Regions from separate parts of the Mus musculus genome. Here regions 1 and 2 are each linked to region 3. Evidence: chromatin contacts called from public Hi-C and HiChIP or PLAC-seq data. All regions are on one chromosome and are shown on one strand. The core of a region is the stretch at or near the end of the contact, and the rest is flanking DNA. Distances in the headings are between cores, read along the strand shown. Region 1 overlaps Banp (BTG3 associated nuclear protein). Region 2 overlaps Banp (BTG3 associated nuclear protein). Region 3 overlaps Zfpm1 (zinc finger protein, multitype 1).

Region 1 (2,700 bases), core at 31-2,530, 300 kb before region 3:
TGGTCCAGTGTTGCTGGAGTCTCTGGAGCCTTGTTTGTGGGCTGTGTGGTTAGATGCCATGTGTCCTCCTCCCTGCCCTGCCTGCCATCTCTGGCTCCCAGCTGTCTTCCTACAGTGTCCTTGTGGCTGTCATAGCTCTCACCTGAGAGTAGCATTACCAGTGACACCTTACTTAGCTTGTCTCATGTAGCTCTGGCTGGCCTCCAACTCACTTAAATAGCCAAGGCTGGCTTTCAACTCTGCTTCTCCCTATCAAATGCTAGGATAATCAGCCATCATGTGTGGCTTAAAGGTGCTTGTTTTGTTAAATGCCTCGGAAACTCCTTCTGGTGCTGGAGGCAGACTCAGGAATGGCCCACACAGCAGAGCAGGTGTTTGTCTTCCCCTGTTGCTGGAGGAGGAATGGTCACTAGTATGACAACTCCTGAGAGTGGACCAGAGGCCCACGGGGCAGGCCCAAGAAGCATGGCTAGAACTGGACACTTTGAGGGACGGCCAGGCCTTCCTGGCAAGTACCCTCCTAGTGAGTATGATGATGGCACCCTGACACGTATCTTGATCTCTTCATCACAGCAGCCAGCCAAGGTGATGGCTCACCAGCTCCTCCCTACAGCTGAACCAGATGTGGTCAGATCCCGTAGCCAGGATCCAGGCCCCACAGCCTCCTCACTGGGAGACAATTTGTAAGCCAGGCCTGGTAGCTTCTAGTCTTTGAAAGCCATGACTTTCTAAGCTTTTTTCCAGCTGGGAATCTTGCTTCCATTCATTGATTGGTTGGTCAAGTTACACCTTTGTCTTAATATTGCAAATTCAGGTTTTCCTACAGTATAACACCTCACGTCTCAGCAGCTTCGCGTTTCATATAGAAAGTGGTTTTCTTGGCAGTGCTGGTAGGACAGCGCTGCTGAGCAGGGAGGGTGTTGTTTGCTACAATCAGCACAGCAGAGTTTTCTGGGAAACTGGTTCTGTGATTGCAAGAGTTTCCTTAAATGCAACTGCAGCTACTTTAAATTCATCATGGAGGAACCTGTAAAAATGTAACATGATTGGGGAACTGGTTATGTCATAACTCCTAACTTGGGGTTTCCAAATGTGGCCTGGCTTCTGAGTTACCAGGAGATAGCAAACCAGGCAGCCACAGTGTATCAGCACCTCTCCTTTTCCTACCTCTTCCCCACAAGGTGGGATCTGTGGCTTGACAAGTCCCTGCAGAGCCTATAGCCCCCATTCTGATCTCTTCCAGTCGTGGGGCCTGTGCCAGAATCCCATTCCTGTCAGCGGTGACTCAGTGGCCCAGGCTAATCCCTCCCAGCTTTGGCCTCTGGGAGGAGACACACTTGATCTGCCTGCTGGAAATGAAATGATCCAGGTTTGTAAGTGTTTCTTGTCGGGAGATGTGGGTGGCCTGACCAGTGTTTTCCAGGGACCTTGAAAGAAGGGTCAGGTCAGAGCTCTGGACAGCAGGCACGTCCTGCTTGCCATAGGTCCTTACAGAGCCTGTGCCACACACTAAGCCCAGGCTTACAGAGGCTGCCACAATGACTGCCACTGTCTATGCTGAATCCCACAGAGGCCTGAGGCTAAGAGCTTGCTTGGGCAGCCAGAGACATCAGAGTGGAGGTGCATGTTAGGGGTTTGGCATTGCTGACAAGGTCACTGTGAACAGGCATGGACTTTACATGCAGATGTGTGCATGTGCACATCTATGACCACATGTGTCTTAAGACATGTGTATAGGCATACGAAACAATTGATGGCATATGAAGACATATGGCTTGATGAATGGCCATTAAGTCAGGCCCATCTGCTGAGCTTGGAGCCTTCGTCCCACGGAGCCTTTCATTCTTGGAGACAGGGCCATTCTGCTATTGCAGCAGTTCTGGTGTTTGTGTCCTTTCCTTCCTTCTGAAGCTGCTGCTTCTGCTGTTCAAGGAACCCCCCCCCCCTCCCACTGCCTGTCCTTGGGTTACCCTGGTGGATGGCCCAGGGTAGGTCAGGGGAGACAGCCAGGTACACGTGGGCCAAAGATCCTCCATAGACACTGTCCTGTCTGTTTGACCTCAGGTTCTTGCAGTGAGACTAGGAAGCTCCGGGGACTCAGATGCTGTGTGGGAAATGTTCATCTGTCTGTAGAGCATGGCTTCGCTAGCCTGCAGGGTTGGCAGAGAAGCATGTGGGACCCAATAAGATCCACAAGAACTGCTGAGTAAAGAGAGCAGGAGGTATTCTGGGTAAATGCAGGGGAAGAGAGAGCCCAAGCTGCCCTGCCTACCCATGAAAGGTCAAGAGTCTGGAAGAGCCAAGGCTCTAACCAAGTCTGCCACCAATGGCCGTCCCCAAACAGGAGCTCTTGCTTGCTCTTTCCTAAATATAAAATTCTAGGTTTTGTTTCACGTTGACCTGCTTGGTCAGATGAAGCAGAGCACCAGGCCTGGAGAAATGTAGTTCTGAGCACAGACGATGACCTTGCCTACAAGTCAGTGTGAAGGAGAAACCCAAGGGCTCTGTCAGTGACTCTTAGAAGACTGGATCATTGTACTCTGTTCAGGCTTTTCCCTCTGCAAGGGGCCTAGCTTAATCTAAAACCAGGAGCCTTTACTGTCAGCCAGCTGTTGGGCAACTCAGCATCTGTTGCCCTGCTCTGCTCTGAAGAGGGAGGGTGTGGCCAGTAGCATTGTGCAGCAGCTGTGCCAGAGTGGG
Region 2 (2,700 bases), core at 35-2,534, 350 kb before region 3:
TTTATGCAGTTATTCAGTGCATACAGTGCAGGCTTGGAGACCAGAGCATAGGCACAGGTGCTGTGAAGACGTAGTCTATGGTTTGTAATTAATTTAGTGTGTGTGCTTGAGATAGAATCTCATAGTGTAGCCCTATCTTGCCTAGGACTTTCCATGTAGACTAGAGTGGCCTTGAATTCACAGAGATCTGCCTGCCTCTACTTCCCAAGGGCTGGGATTACAGATGTGGTGCCACCTTGCCTGGTTTTGGTTTTTATTGAAATGTAATAATGTTAATTTTTGTGGGGCTGGCATAATTGTATGTACTAATGAGGCACGGTGTGACTTTTCCACACAGTGTACTGTCAGCACTGGCCAGCCTAGGGTAAACGGGTTCACCTTACCAGTGGGTTCTCAGTGGCAATGCTGATGTCATACTGGTATCTGTGTCTGGCATGAACATTGGCCCTGTATCAGCTGCAGGATGCCTTGGAGAGGGCCGTTCAGTTGCTCACAGGCTCTCAGCTTTCAGCAGTGCCTGGGAGGCAGATGCTTAGCAAAGCAGATCTTTATGAAGTATAGTAAGCCAGAGGAAAGTGCTTGTCCATAAAGCAGGACCCGAGACCAGGGGGGTGGGTGCTGGTGTCCTTCAGACATGATTTAGTGTCAGCGAAGAACCTGTGTGGGAACAGAAAACACGTGGGAAAGGGTGAAGGGGCCGTCTGACTGGAAGAGACAAGGCTGGGGGTGGAGGTGGGATAACTGGATAGGTCCAGTGAGTGAGCAAGGAAGAGAGCCCAAGATGGATGCTGCTGGTCTACCTGCTGAGGACACAGAAACTCTTCAAGCCACTGCAGCATGAGCCCAAGAAATCTTGTCTGTCTCTGATGTGGCTCTTGAGCTGCTGTTGAGAGCTCTGGAGCAGAAGGCGGAAAAAACCCTGGAAAACTGCACATGAATCCAGATGTTAGGTGATGCCTGGGTGCAGTCAGAGCCTGAGGCGGAACCTGTAGGAGAGAATAAACCTCCCAGGCCCAAGCTTTGGCCCAAGCAGCTGGGGAACAAGGGCCACTGCCAACGGGCGAGGTGCCGGGGGAGGGCTGTGAGCTGTACCTGGGACAAGGAGGGACCTGTGCTGAAAGAGTGCTGTGTGGTAGGGGTGTGAGTGACAAGAAGCTGAGCACCAGGCCTTCAGTGCCCATTGAGCAGTGGGTCTTGCCCTGGCTCCCTGCAGGGAGGGAGTTGATTGGGAGCAGGCAGAGACCTAAGAACAATGGCCTGGGGAATAGCCCTGCAGGAAGCCTAGGCACAGTGTGTGTGGTATAGGGCCAGCCCTGCTGGAGAGAAGCCACGGTCCTAGAGCTGGAGCAGCCTGGTAGGAAAGACTGACACTCAGGGGGCTCAGGAACAGCAAGGAGGGAGCAAATGGAGGGAGCACTGAGTGCCCTGGAACACTTGGCACCCTGGAGGGAGGCCTGGGGGTGGGGCAGGAAAGCAAGGCCATCTGTGGGGCCCTGGTAAGGGCCAGTGGAGGTAGTGTGACTGACACACACACTAGTCCAGGAGTTCTGAGGAGTTCAGTCAAGGTGCAGGGAGGGGCTGGGGATGGGGCGGGGGCTGTGGTGAGATGGGTTAAAGAGGGCCTCACTAGATAATTAGACTGGGGCTTAAGCCTCTAGGTTCAACAACCAGCGCTGGGGAAAATGTTTGAGGTACTGTTGGGATTTGATGCCTGTGCTAACTCTGCATGGAACTACTCTGACCTAGAGACACTAAGCAACCAATAACTAATTAGTAAGTCCTGCGGAGGTACGCCACTCAGATCCTGGGATCTCTGCCTCCCCGAGGGAGGCAGCTTAGGTTTAAGGTGTTCTACCCAACCCCCAGGTACTGCCGTGCCAGCTTATAGGTACAGGAAGACATACATGTGCAGTTCCTACACACTGACCTGGGACTTCCAACTGGTGTGCCTTTCTGTGGTGTATTGGGGTAGCATGATTAAATCATTCTTTCATGTTAACACGTGGTGGGGCCACCCCTCACCTTGCTGTACCCCTGCTGAGTGCTTGGGCTGTGGCTTTGGTGGACTGCACTTTTTCCACGTGCACCCTGGAAGCTTCAGCACTCTAAATGGTAATTGCAGTTGGAGTCTTTATTGAACATTAGTCTTAGTCCAGCTGTTTTATTACATTAGGACTGGATTCTCCCCAGGCCTTCTGAGAAATGGCAAAGCTAATTTGCCAAAATGGCAACTGCGTGCATGTCTCTCTGTTCCAGTTTTCTTGGGCTGCTTGCCCTAGTTTTTTTTTCTATTGAAACCTTCACTGTTAGCAGAATTTTAAATGTTTTTATCCTGGCAACAGGAGCATTTGGATAAACAGCGAGGAAGGAGGGCAGTGGTGTCCTTGTTTGGAGGAGGTCAGAGTTCAGGGTTTTATAGTCGGTCCAGAGTGTTTTCCTAAGCCATTTGCAGAGCTTTTAGGAAGCAGGAAGGTGCCGGGGTTGGGCATTTAAAAGCCTCTTCCACTGGCCCCTTAGGAGAGGCAGGCACAGCTCATGGAATCTCTGGGTTCCGGCCATTTGTGAATAGGCCACAGAGCCAGAGTAAGCGGGTGTAGACCAGGCAGTTGTTAATGTTCTTTTTGACAAGGCTGTCTGTAGCAGGTGGCCTGGATACAGGGCTAGATGCACACATGTGAGGAACTGGTCTCTTCCTCTACA
Region 3 (2,700 bases), core at 189-2,688:
CCTGCTGGCTCTATCCACCTGAGTCCTAGGCTAGCCATAACAACTGTTCTTGAGCCTTGGGCCTCAGACACTGCAAAGGAGGGGACTCTCACAAACTGCCCTCCTCCCCATGCTGCCTCCCCCTCCTCCTTTCTTCTCATACAGTGAGCATCTGGCCCATGACACATGCTATGTGTCCTGCCACACATCTTGGGGTTGAGGACCTCATCTGAGTGAGCAGCAGCTACAATGGCAGCCAATCACCAAGGGACAGAAAAGTGGCCAAGACATGGGGATGTAGCTATGTGGTCCAGTGCCCAGGACTCTCGCAGAGTTCTTTCTGACTCCTGATGAATGGTCCAAAGGCACAGCTGGTGTAACAGCATCAGGAGAAGTAGGAGACCAGGTGTGACAGATGGGTCTGCTCTGGGAGCAGGTCCCATTGGCTGTTGTGTGGGTAAAAACAGAGCCCAGACGAATTCTCAAAAGACACGAGAGTATACTCTCCAGGCAGCAGGAGGCACTGTGGTACCCCATTACAGATGTGGAAACTGAGGCAGACAAGATGGACAGCTCTGGGGAGAACTGAGCAGGCCTCTTGGGAGAGTCCATTGCCTACCACAAAGTCTCATCCCAAGGAGCTCTCAGTAGACACTGTAGGCAGTGGACAGACAACAGGACATCCAGTGGGAAGTGCAGGTGGAGCCCGAGAGGGGCCCCAGGCCTGGCTGCCCACCACGTGTGGCCCACTGACCTCACCCCCTTCCGGACTTGCTGTCTGTGGCCAGGGCAGGCTATCTCGGTGGCGGCACTAATCAAGTCACTTCCTTCTCCGCCCTCCCACCAGCTTCCTGCCTAGCTAGCAGCCCCACAGCCGGCCCCGACATCAGCCAGGCAGGTCCCAGCCTTGCCAGGGGAGCTACAACCATTGTCTTCCAGCAGTGTCCCTCCTGTCCCCTCCCTGGTTATAAGGTCGACATGGGCTGTGTGTTCGGTGAGGAACAGCTGTTGTCACTGAGGCCGTGGTTAATGGTGCCACCTGTGTCACCAGTGCTGCTGCTCTGAGCCCCAGCGTGTGACTGACTTTAACACTGCCGCTGGCTTACTGGCCACAGGTACCCTAACTGTGGCCATTGCTGGTAAATTGTTCTTGCTAGCAACATCACCACAGGTGTGAGAGCCAGCTCTGACTGCCACCTCACTTGCTATTTTCTGGCTGTCATGCCCCATCCTGGCTAGAGTTACATTTGCCCCAGCCATTTCTACCATGACCAGAGTACCTAGTAGAAATAAGATGGGGTGGCCCTGGCTTCTATCCCCATTCCTCTCATTTTGACTGGTAGCCGTGATTTCCTCATCCAGAGAGCTTCCGTTTCTCAGGGTGACTGCTGTAAGGCGGAGCAGGCAAAGTGGGTAAACTTGCACTTCCCTGTGCCCACGGCTAGGATCCATACAGGTCCAGGGTCCAGCCACGGTGCTGAGTCGCACGGGTACTGGGACGCACGGGTACTGAGACATACAGGTACTGGGACATACTCCCTCCTCTCTCTTGCTGTCCCACAAGGGAAACTGAGGCAATTCTGCTTACTTGTGGGTAGCACTGCCCTTGTGTGAGCAGCATTTATGAGACCCTCCTGTGAGACCCAAGATGGGAGCCAGGAAGCAACCCCCACCCACCCCCTGCCAGCCCTGTGACATTGCTGTTCTTTGAGAGGCACCCCTTCCCCATAGCCACAATGGCTCCTTATTTATTTATTTATTTATTACCTCTCTATCTCTGTGCGTAACTTTTGATTTCCTCGCTGCGTTTTTTCCATTATGGAGGCGGTGGACGCAGCCGATAAGATCGGTCCCCAGAGATGGGACAAAGGGGCCGCCGTCGGCTCGAGGGCTGGTCATATCCTGCACGCAAGGGCCCAGCGCGGCCTGAGATGAGGCGAGATGCTATCATACCTTATTGTGTCTCATGGGGGCTCTGCCCACCCGGCCCTGCCCCCAGCTGGGCTATCTGGGTCCTCTGGAATCACCACAGGCCTTGGATTCGTCCTTCAAGCCACCAAGCCCCCGTGTCCTCTACACATATCTGGTGCTATGGGGTGACTTGGGGACCACTAGCCAAGGCCTATCATAGTCCTTTGCTGCCTAAGCAGAGACTTGACAGAGCTCTGGGAATTTATCCAGAAAGCCAGGAGTGTGGACAGCAGATCGGTGAGGATGGCCATTGTAGTGAAGCCAGAGGACACTTCTGACCTTAAAAATTTTCTACAAGAGCTGGGCAGTGGTGGCACATGCCTTTAATCCCAGCACTTGACAGGCAAAGGCAGGTGGATCTTTGAGTTAGAGGCCAGTCTGGTCTACAGAGTGAGTTCCAGGACAGCCAGGGTTACACAGAGAAACCTGATCCTGGGGCAAAAAGAGTTACAGAAGAGAGCAGAAGTCGTTCTAACAGATGCAGACCCCACAGGATGCTGTAAGAAGTCCCTGAGCCCAGCAGGCTTGACCAACATGCTCCACTGACACTCACAGAGCCACCAAACTGCAGAGTCTCCCAAACCCAGGTCACGATGTATTCTAGGTCACTTGTAGATTGTGGGAAGGTGGGACAGGTGCCCCGGGACAAGCTCCAATGCCCAGCCACCGCTGGCTGCCCAGTTCCAGGCCAGCAGGGAGCTGCCGCAGGAGACATGGATGTAGGTCAGGACCAGCCTGCTTTGTGCTCCC

Evidence for each region. A called contact is a pair of places that touch in the nucleus more often than the background predicts. HiChIP or PLAC-seq counts read pairs in DNA pulled down with a chosen protein or histone mark.
Region 1: a contact with region 3 is called in a Hi-C map of bone marrow-derived macrophages, with 21 read pairs. The contact joins two enhancer-like sites. A contact is called at or near these places in 1 of 484 Hi-C or Micro-C datasets (bone marrow-derived macrophages), 5 of 115 datasets of contacts at active chromatin or transcription factors (bone marrow-derived macrophages, embryonic basal ganglia, embryonic forebrain and 2 more) and 1 of 9 other capture datasets (embryonic stem cells).
Region 2: an H3K27ac HiChIP or PLAC-seq map of the HPC-7 cell line shows a contact between it and region 3, with 6 times the contacts expected there. The contact joins two enhancer-like sites. A contact is called at or near these places in 15 of 484 Hi-C or Micro-C datasets (the C10 cell line, the MC38 cell line, Sertoli cells and 9 more), 6 of 115 datasets of contacts at active chromatin or transcription factors (the HPC-7 cell line, differentiating embryonic stem cells, embryonic basal ganglia and 3 more) and 1 of 9 other capture datasets (adipose tissue).

Annotation. Positions count from the first base shown.
Region 1 is chr8:122,019,276-122,021,975 of GRCm38.p6, forward strand. Banp (BTG3 associated nuclear protein) reads left to right here. Exons shown (of 14, transcript NM_016812.4): 12 at 1,244-1,369. Among named protein-coding and RNA genes, the nearest start is that of Mir7237, 43 kb to the left of the region's middle. Within about 2 kb of position 1,281, at least 65 of the 459 cell types and tissues checked have an H3K27ac peak or open chromatin away from gene starts, as enhancers often do. A contact at or near this core is called in bone marrow-derived macrophages, where this site is marked.
Region 2 is chr8:121,965,842-121,968,541 of GRCm38.p6, forward strand. All of the region lies in intron 1 of Banp (BTG3 associated nuclear protein), which reads left to right. Among named protein-coding and RNA genes, the nearest start is that of Mir7237, 11 kb to the right of the region's middle. Within about 2 kb of position 1,285, at least 100 of the 459 cell types and tissues checked have an H3K27ac peak or open chromatin away from gene starts, as enhancers often do. A contact at or near this core is called in the HPC-7 cell line, where this site is marked.
Region 3 is chr8:122,314,318-122,317,017 of GRCm38.p6, forward strand. All of the region lies in intron 3 of Zfpm1 (zinc finger protein, multitype 1), which reads left to right. Among named protein-coding and RNA genes, the nearest start is that of Gm46056, 29 kb to the right of the region's middle. RefSeq lists an enhancer at 621-877. Within about 2 kb of position 1,439, at least 55 of the 459 cell types and tissues checked have an H3K27ac peak or open chromatin away from gene starts, as enhancers often do. A contact at or near this core is called in the HPC-7 cell line and bone marrow-derived macrophages, where this site is marked.